Regions from separate parts of the Gossypium hirsutum genome. Here all the other regions are linked to region 2. A link is a contact called in public Hi-C data. All regions are on one chromosome and are shown on one strand. The core of a region is the stretch at or near the end of the contact, and the rest is flanking DNA. Distances in the headings are between cores, read along the strand shown. Region 1 holds the start of LOC121222421 (50S ribosomal protein L7/L12). Region 2 overlaps LOC107914387 (a long non-coding RNA gene). Region 3 holds the start of LOC107916015 (short-chain dehydrogenase ptmH).

Evidence for each region. Hi-C and Micro-C count contacts between places; a contact is called where the count stands out from the background.
Region 1: a contact with region 2 is called in a Hi-C map of leaf, with 1.9 times the contacts expected there. The contact joins the promoter of LOC121222421 here to the enhancer-like site in region 2. A contact is called at or near these places in 3 of 34 Hi-C or Micro-C datasets (leaf and seedling).
Region 3: a Hi-C map of leaf shows a contact between it and region 2, with 2.5 times the contacts expected there. The contact joins the promoter of LOC107916015 here to the enhancer-like site in region 2. A contact is called at or near these places in 3 of 34 Hi-C or Micro-C datasets (all in leaf).

What each region holds. Positions count from the first base shown.
Region 1 is chrD10:13,591,452-13,594,238 of Gossypium_hirsutum_v2.1, forward strand. It overlaps LOC121222421 (50S ribosomal protein L7/L12), which reads left to right and starts at 1,274. Exons shown (of 1, transcript XM_041103153.1): 1 at 1,274-2,787. The coding sequence starts at 2,061. The coding sequence ends at 2,702.
Region 2 is chrD10:13,637,099-13,639,798 of Gossypium_hirsutum_v2.1, forward strand. LOC107914387 (a long non-coding RNA gene) reads left to right here. Exons shown (of 4, transcript XR_001688808.2): 4 at 1-503. Among protein-coding and RNA genes, the nearest start is that of LOC107914387, 3.0 kb to the left of the region's middle. Within about 2 kb of position 1,398, at least 4 of the 9 cell types and tissues checked have an H3K27ac peak or open chromatin away from gene starts, as enhancers often do. A contact at or near this core is called in leaf, where this site is marked.
Region 3 is chrD10:13,671,084-13,673,843 of Gossypium_hirsutum_v2.1, forward strand. It overlaps LOC107916015 (short-chain dehydrogenase ptmH), which reads left to right and starts at 1,471. Exons shown (of 1, transcript XM_016845183.2): 1 at 1,471-2,395. The coding sequence starts at 1,481. The coding sequence ends at 2,320. LOC107914349 (thioredoxin-like protein AAED1, chloroplastic) reads left to right here. Exons shown (of 7, transcript XM_016843244.2): 7 at 82-450. The coding sequence ends at 201.

The DNA.
Region 1 (2,787 bases), core at 24-2,523, 46 kb before region 2:
AGGGACAGGTATCAAGTTGAATGTGGTCCATGCAGCCAGCATGTGGTGGACTTAGTTGAGAATTCCTGCTCCTACAGGAATTGGGATCTCACTGGCGTCCCTTACATGCATGCACTAACTGTCATTCATCTAAAAGATGAGTTCCCAGAGACCTATGTACAAACCTAGTACACCAAACAAACCCAACTTCAAATTTAATCAAACTTTATAAGGCCAGTAATGGGTCCTAAACAATGGGTCTCTTTGTCAAACATGCTGCCAATACTGCCTCCTACACTAAGAAGGCCAACTGGCAGACCTACTAGGGTGAGAGGGAAAGAACCTAATGAGCCACAAACAACAGAATGGTTGAGCAAGAGAGGGGTGGACATGAGGTGCAATAAATGCAAAAGAATAGGCCACAATAAGAGGAGTTGCAAAGGGGAAGTTGGCCAAAACATTCTAGTAAGTCAAAACATTCTGTTTATGAATTTGTTTGACAGATTTCACTTGTTCCTGTAGGTCAAAAGACATAAAGTTGGTGTTCACAACCAAGTGGTGCCCCAAATTAGCAACAGGCTACCCCAAATCAGCAAGAGAGTACCCTAACTCAACAGGCTACCCCAACTCAATTACAAACTGCCCCAACTCATCAACAAGCTGCCCCAACTCACCAAAAAGATGCTGCCCCAAGAGAAAAGCTCTCATTCAAGAGAAAACCAACCATTGTTAAATGGATGCCTCCTACTCAAGAGTCATCCATGACAGACCAATGATGATATTGTGAACAAACCTTATTTTGTTAACTTTTTAAAATTGTGTAAATTTGTCTACTACTGATTTATTAACTTAGGCAGATTAATTTTTGTAAATTTGCTTATGATTGCTACTGTTGATAAACTTAGGCATATAGTCACTAATTTTTTTTTGTAAATTTGCCTACAATTCACTTCTGTTCAATTTTGTTGAATTGTAGGAAAATTTGGCAATATTATGCCCCTCATTCCTTTTGTAAACAGTTTGACGTTTTCGCCTTAATATATGAGCATTGATCCATGCAATTTGTGTTATCTCTTCTAACATATGAGTATTGAAAAAACAAATGTGTGAGAATTGAGAAATACAAATGTTTCTTTTATCTTTTATCTTTTCTGATATATGAGTATTGAGAAATACAAATGAAATGAAGATTAAACATTCTTTCAAGTCTATCAACTTTGAAATGAAATCAAATATTACAAAATAACTTTCTAACTGTTGTAAGCAACAACAATATTACAAAACAATTTGTAAGCAACAACCACATATTATATTCCATTTCAAGTCTTTCAAGTTTGTAAACAACAACATGAGCTGGTTAGCCATGTATACCAGTAGCCATGTATAACAACATAAGCAACAATATACCAGTAGCCATATATAACAACATAAGCAACAATATACCAACAACAATATTATAAAACATAAGCTGGTTTTCAATGCTAACAACAACAACATAAACTAATTTAAGATTTAAAAAAAAAACAACACAGTTACAAATACAAGCACCAAAAATCATATTTTTCTCTTCTTCCTCCTTGCATCCTTCAATGTCCTTACTTTTTTCAGAAGACCCAACAACACAATTCATGAATGGTGGATCAAATTAGGTGTAAAACCGACATGGTTTTCGAAATCTACTGCCAAATTTCTTACACCCAAAAAACCTCCTACCTGGGTTGTCATTGGACCAAGACGTGTTTAATTCGGCTGAGTTTCCACAATAGCACACCGGAATCACTTCAAGCATCTCCATTTTTCCTTTTCTCCCTTTTCTTCTTCTTTTTCTTTTTCTCTAACCTTAGAATGGTGTGGTAGGGTTGTTAAATTGAGAGTAACCGGCCAACTGGAGGATTTTTTGACACCAAAGACACCATCATCTGCCATGTCACTTTGCCGTGACGTCTGTGATGAAAAACGGCAAAAAGGACTGTTTTGTAACTTTTCAAAAGTTAAGTGACTGAAATGAAACCTAAGTGACTGTTTTGTCAGCTAACCCAAAGTTGGGTAACTGTTGGTACCTAAATTTTTTTAAAAAAACTATGTATAAAATTCCGAAAATACCCTCGTCTATTAAAACCCTCCGATTTCCTCTAAACATAAAACCTAACACTGAAACTCCACTCTTAATTTCTCCAACAATGGCTTCCACCATCTCAAAGATCCCCACTCACTCCCTCTTCAAACTCCTCGTTTCGTCCTCACCCAAACCACCCGTTTCCTGCTTCATTTCCACCGCCACCGCCACCGCCACCGCCACCGCCACCGCTGAGAACCGGACTCAGAAACTCGAACGCATCGCCGACGAGCTTTTAGATCTTACAAGGCTCGAACGCTACGACTATTCCATCCTCTTCCGTCTTAAACTCGGCCTCAACTGCTACGGACCTGCCGTATCCGGCGTATCCTCCGCCGCCGCTTCGGGTCCGGGAACCGGATCCAGCGCAGCCGAAACGAAAACGGCGGAAAAGACGGCGTTTGATATAAAGCTGGAGAAATTCGATGCGGCGGCCAAGATAAAGATAATAAAAGAAGTGAGGACGTTCACGGAATTGGGTTTGAAAGAAGCGAAGGATATGGTGGAGAAAGTTCCGGTTGTGGTTAAAAAGGGAGTAACAAAAGAGGAAGCTGAGGCCATTATTAAGAAGCTCCAAGAATTGGGTGCTACTGTGGTACTTGAATGATTTTATTTATTTGACTAAAGGTGTAGAATAATTGTTGTTTTGATGAAATGGGAACAAAAGTGTTTGAGGATATTGTTGTTATTGG
Region 2 (2,700 bases), core at 148-2,647:
TACATGCAAAATCAAGGTTTGGATCTTCATCTAGCCGAAATTCATCAATACGAAGAAGGGAAATGTCCACATCTAGCAACACTTCAAAAAGCAGTAGTTCTTCCTTTAAGGCAGGGGAATCCTCCAATTCAAAGACTGGAAACAATAGTAACTTAAGTTCCAATTCTGATGCTCGCAAACCACGCAGAAAGATTCTTCAACTACTGATATCCAAAAGCCACAGTTTCATAGTAATGCAGATGGTCTTTATGGTTAAAGCTGGTTCAATTGCAGTTTTCCTTACTATTGTTACTTTTACTACTCCATGTCTGGTTGAACTATGTTGAGGTGTATTTGGACATGGATTTGGGATAATATCTTTTAAGGACCTTTCCAATATATATTTTTACTATTAAAATTAGCTTATTTCTATATTTAATGTCTTTGAATTTGAATCAGCCTATCATTGGAAATTGGAACATTGTATTGGCTATATTCTATGATAGATTTCTTGATTTTTAGTATTTATATTATATAAATATTATTCCTTTTTAAAACTTTTATCCAAATATATGTAATATTTTAATTCGTTAGGTTTATGTTTTCTATGTTATGTTAGTAAATATATGAGTTATATATTCAAATACATTTTAAAATAAAATAATAAAATGTGTTAAAAGCATTAATTAAAAATAAAAAATACTTTTTTATAATAATATAATCGTCTCAATATTTAATTACAAATATTTAATTTTTATATTTAAATATTTAAATATAGTTTATATATTCTAATTAATTTTTATAAATAATTAATATTAATTACTTAGAAATTTTTAAAATTAATATTATATATTAAAATATTAACAATAAGTTATAATAAATTATTTTTTTATATTTTTGCTAAAATATCATAATATTAAGTAATTTGAACATTATTTAAATATATATTTGTTACTTTATAATCTCATGTCTAAAATAGACATTTTATTCTTCAAAAATACTTTTTGACAACAATGTCAAACACTTAAATTTCTCAAAAACACTTCTCAGAAGTAATAAAAAACTGGCCCTCAATTTATATCAGCAGTCAGACGGCCTCTTTTGGTCCTAAAATCTTTGGGGGAAATTTTAGTTTCATCAGTAGTTTTCTGAACCGCGATTAGAGTGTGCAGGCAAAAACCAAACATTCCCAATTAATCCTTTATTTCACCACTTGTTATTAATTCCCAGATAATATTTTTCGGTGTCAACAACAACAACTGAAACAGTGTTTTTCATTTTTCCAGCTTCACATTTTCCTGTATACCAAACAGGGTGGGTGGACAAATTTTCAGTCAAAATTGATTATTTACACAGGCATATAAAGAAACAAACTATTGCCTTCTGCCTATTGAGTCATATTTTAAGGCTTCATCTTTCAGTCCCCCCCAATTATTGGAACCCAACCATCACAATGTGTGTTTCAGAGTTGGGCCCCTCCCATCCCATTGTTGAAATAAATAAAATAGATACGTGTCAAGCATAACTTATTGTGGATCAAAGTCAAAGTTATAATGATAAAAATGACGATATTATAATATTTTTTTAATTAATTTAAATGATAATTTTATTTGTAATTAATTAAATTAATAAGAGCTAAATTATAAATAAAAAAGTTTAAATCATTATAGAACAATTAAATGGGGCAGTGATAATATCAAATAATTATTTTATCTCTTTTATTCATGTAATTAATATTATAAAAAAACCACCCCAAGTCATTCTATATATTGGTAAGTTTAAGAGCTCTTTAATCGAAACCAAATTAAAGAGAAAAATTAAAGAATATTTATCTTTACATTCAAGAAGTTTCAAAAATTATAACTTCCTTTCAAAGTTATCAATAAATTTAATTCTAAATTTTTAAATCAACTTTCACATCAAAATTTGTGTATACATATAAAAAAATATATAGTTATTAGAAAAATCTTAATAAATATTGGAAGAGCTTTCCTCTATTTTAATTCAATATAATCGAAATCCAATGCAAGTATGGAATATGGAAAGAGATGGTCCCATGTGCAAGGCAAATGTGCCTCCTGCCTGGAGTCAAGGAGTTCAATCTCACATATGCTACCAATCTAACCGGCTGGAAAACATGGGTGTCAACAAAAATGGATCTATCCCGCTCATTCATCATTATGTATTTTGCAAGTTATCTATTATTATTATTATTATTATTGAAGTTTGAGTTTAATTTACATAAATAATATAAAAATATTAATTTTTGAAATGGTGTCAGTGGAATTATTACGAAAATGGTATGTTTTTTGGGTAGAGCCTTTCTCATAGGCTTCACCACCTTTTTTATAATAATTTTTTTTTTATTTTTATAAAGAAATAATTTTTAAAAATATATATATTTATACGAGTCAAAATAAGGTCAATGGGTCAAAATACGGGTTGAAAATACCCGTGAGTGTGGCGCCACCTAGACTGGCGGCACCAGTCGTGCTTGTCAGATAGGCAGCACTGGTGCTGACCAGTCCCATCCGCCCCACCCCTGCACTGTTGCTACGCCGAACCGCAGCCTTCCCCTGCCTGTTGTGCACACCGCTAAGCAGTGTTATGTCCCTTCAATGAGAAAAAAAATTTTGAACAGGGGACCTTATAAGCAGCATGGTCCCCTATAATATGAATGCACCGAGGAAGAAAAGAAGGAAAGAAAGGAGAAGAAAAAGA
Region 3 (2,760 bases), core at 221-2,720, 34 kb after region 2:
TGCATCAACATTCTTCGTAATTGGTGTTTCAGTTAAGATTAACCAGCTGATCATTCAGGTTTGATTTGGTTCTTTTATCAGGGAGGGATGTTCGTATTCAAAGGTAAACAATTGTTGTACGCACGAAAAGACAAAGGGACCGGAGATCATGCTCCCCTAGATGATATCTTTGATGTTTGCTGCAAAACCCCTGTTGCATGAAGTGTTCCCTATGCTGTATATTCTTCGATCGTTCTAGGCAAGCCGGCTTCTGATATCGGTATATGCTGCAAATTCTGGGTTATCGTTCCGAACACATCTTATTTGTAATCCAGGCTGCAAAATATTGCCTTCAATAATGTTGGAAATCCTACCTGGGATAGTTTGATATATGCAGTTTCTCATGTAAAGCATGTTATGATAGGAGAAAGAAAATCTATGAAAACCTTGATCAAAAGAAAGTTCAATTTATGCTATCAAGTGATAAAGTTTAGGGGCTGAAACATATTAATTTGTTTTCATAAGGTTTTGCATATGAACTTAGAAACAAGTATGTTTAATTTATCACGCACAAATGTTATATTTGGGCTTTTCTCATATATGTGTGAGTTTAAGTTTCACCATATAAATTACGCACTAGTAATTGAGCTTGTAAAATCCTTTAAAAAAAATTAAGGGTCAATTAAATTACAAAATAATAAGTTAAAATATATAGTTAGTCTTTGTAATTTGAAAAAATTTAAGATTTAATTTATGTATTTAAAGAGATAAATATTAATTTTTTTATTTATTTAAAAATTTTAGTCTAGTCAATTTGAAGTTTGGATTAGACTAGTATGATTGAAAAAAATCAAACATGATAAATTGACAAGTTTTGACAAAAAGTACGAACAATGATAATGATTGAACTAAGATTTTTATATTGAAAAATTAGGAGGATTGAATTTTAACTTTTAAAGATAAGGATTAAATCTCCAATTCTATACAAGTGCAGGGACCAACAGCATATAATAACAACAATGCAATTTCAGATAAGGCTTATGAGTTATGGGCCAGGCTAGGTCTATTTTAGGGCCATTTATGCTTTGGCAAACCAGCACTATGATTTAGGCCGTTGATTAAGTTTTCAGTTGGGCTTCCCGTAAGATTTCAAGAGATGAGATGAGAAGAATCCTTGATTTTTGGATCTGAATTGCATTATAATTTTTTAATGGTTGCGTTATGTGGAAAGAAAAAAGGTGTTGAAGATAAACTCTTATATATGTTAAAAAACAAAGATAAAAGGCCTATATGCATATAAGCTAACAAGCTAAGAAGCTCTAATTTTGCCGGCCAATTTGCTTTGAGCAAGCATATGCGTTAAGGCATATTCTTCATCTAGATTTATGAAATAAACAAGAAAAGCAAAGCCTTGTCGTATCCGACATTCTGCCTCACCAACAATCTTTTATAAATGAAACATTCTTAATATAATCAAAGAAGAATATGAACACGACCTAAAATGCATGAACCAAAGGTTGTTCTAGTCACCGGTTGTGCAAAAGGTGGCATCGGATATGAGTATTGCCGGGCATTTGCTGAGCAGGATTGCCGGGTCATTGCCTCCGATATCCCTCGACGCAAGGATGACATGCTAGATTTCGGTTCTGATAAAATCGAAATGGAAGAGCTTGATGTTTCATCAGACGAGAGCGTATCATCAGTTGTGAACGGCATTATATCCAAGTACGGTCACATTGATGTGCTTGTAAATAATGCTGGTATAGGAAGCACCGGACCGTTAGCCGAGCTTCCGTTAGATGCAATCAGGAAAGCTTGGGAAATCAATGCATTGGGGCAGCTAAGAATGGTGCAACAAGTTGTGCCTCACATGGCGTCGAGGCGTCGGGGAGTTATAGTTAATGTAGGGAGCATCGTTGGGAAGGTGCCGACACCATGGGCAGGGTCATATTGTTCTAGCAAGGCTACAGTCCATGCCATGACCAACACTTTGCGAGTTGAATTAAGGCCCTTTGGCATCGATACGGTGCTTGTGATGCCTGGTTCTGTGAGGTCGAATTTCGGAAACTCTAGCCTCGAGAGGCTGGGAAACCATGATTGGAAACTTTATAAGGAATTCAAGGAGGCGATTGCTGAGCGGGCCAGGGCTTCGCAAGGTTCAAAGGCAACGGATGCAACTATGTTCGCTAGGCATGTGGTGAAGAAGGTTTTGAGTCCTAAACCACCAAAGCAGATAGTGTTCGGTCACATGACTGGCTTGTTTGCTGTTCTTTCATTGTCCCCGCTTTGGGTTAGAGATATGTTTTTTCGAACTCGTTTCAATTTAAATAAGAAAGTGTAATTAATTATAATTGCTTGAACATAAATATCGGATACAAATATATGTCTGATATATATATTTTTAAGAAAAAATATCCAACACAAATACTTAAAAAAAATGTACTAATGAAGTTAATGATAAATTAATTACTGGTATTGCTATGTTTATGAATCACTGGTATCTATGAAATTGCATAAAAATGTACAGACTTTCCTTTTAATAGTGAAATTAAGGAATTGCAAATTTTGATATTCAATTTTAACAAAATTATTCTCAAGTACCCTAAGTAATATAACTTATATATGTATATACTTAATGGAATTTCATTTCAACCTTTTAAAGGTTCTACGGGCACGCCATTGAAACGCCTCTCATGGTTTCTTTGCAAACTGATGGGAGATTTAAACACCTCATTTGCTATTTATATCAATATATTTATCTTCTTAATCTAGTTCATGAAT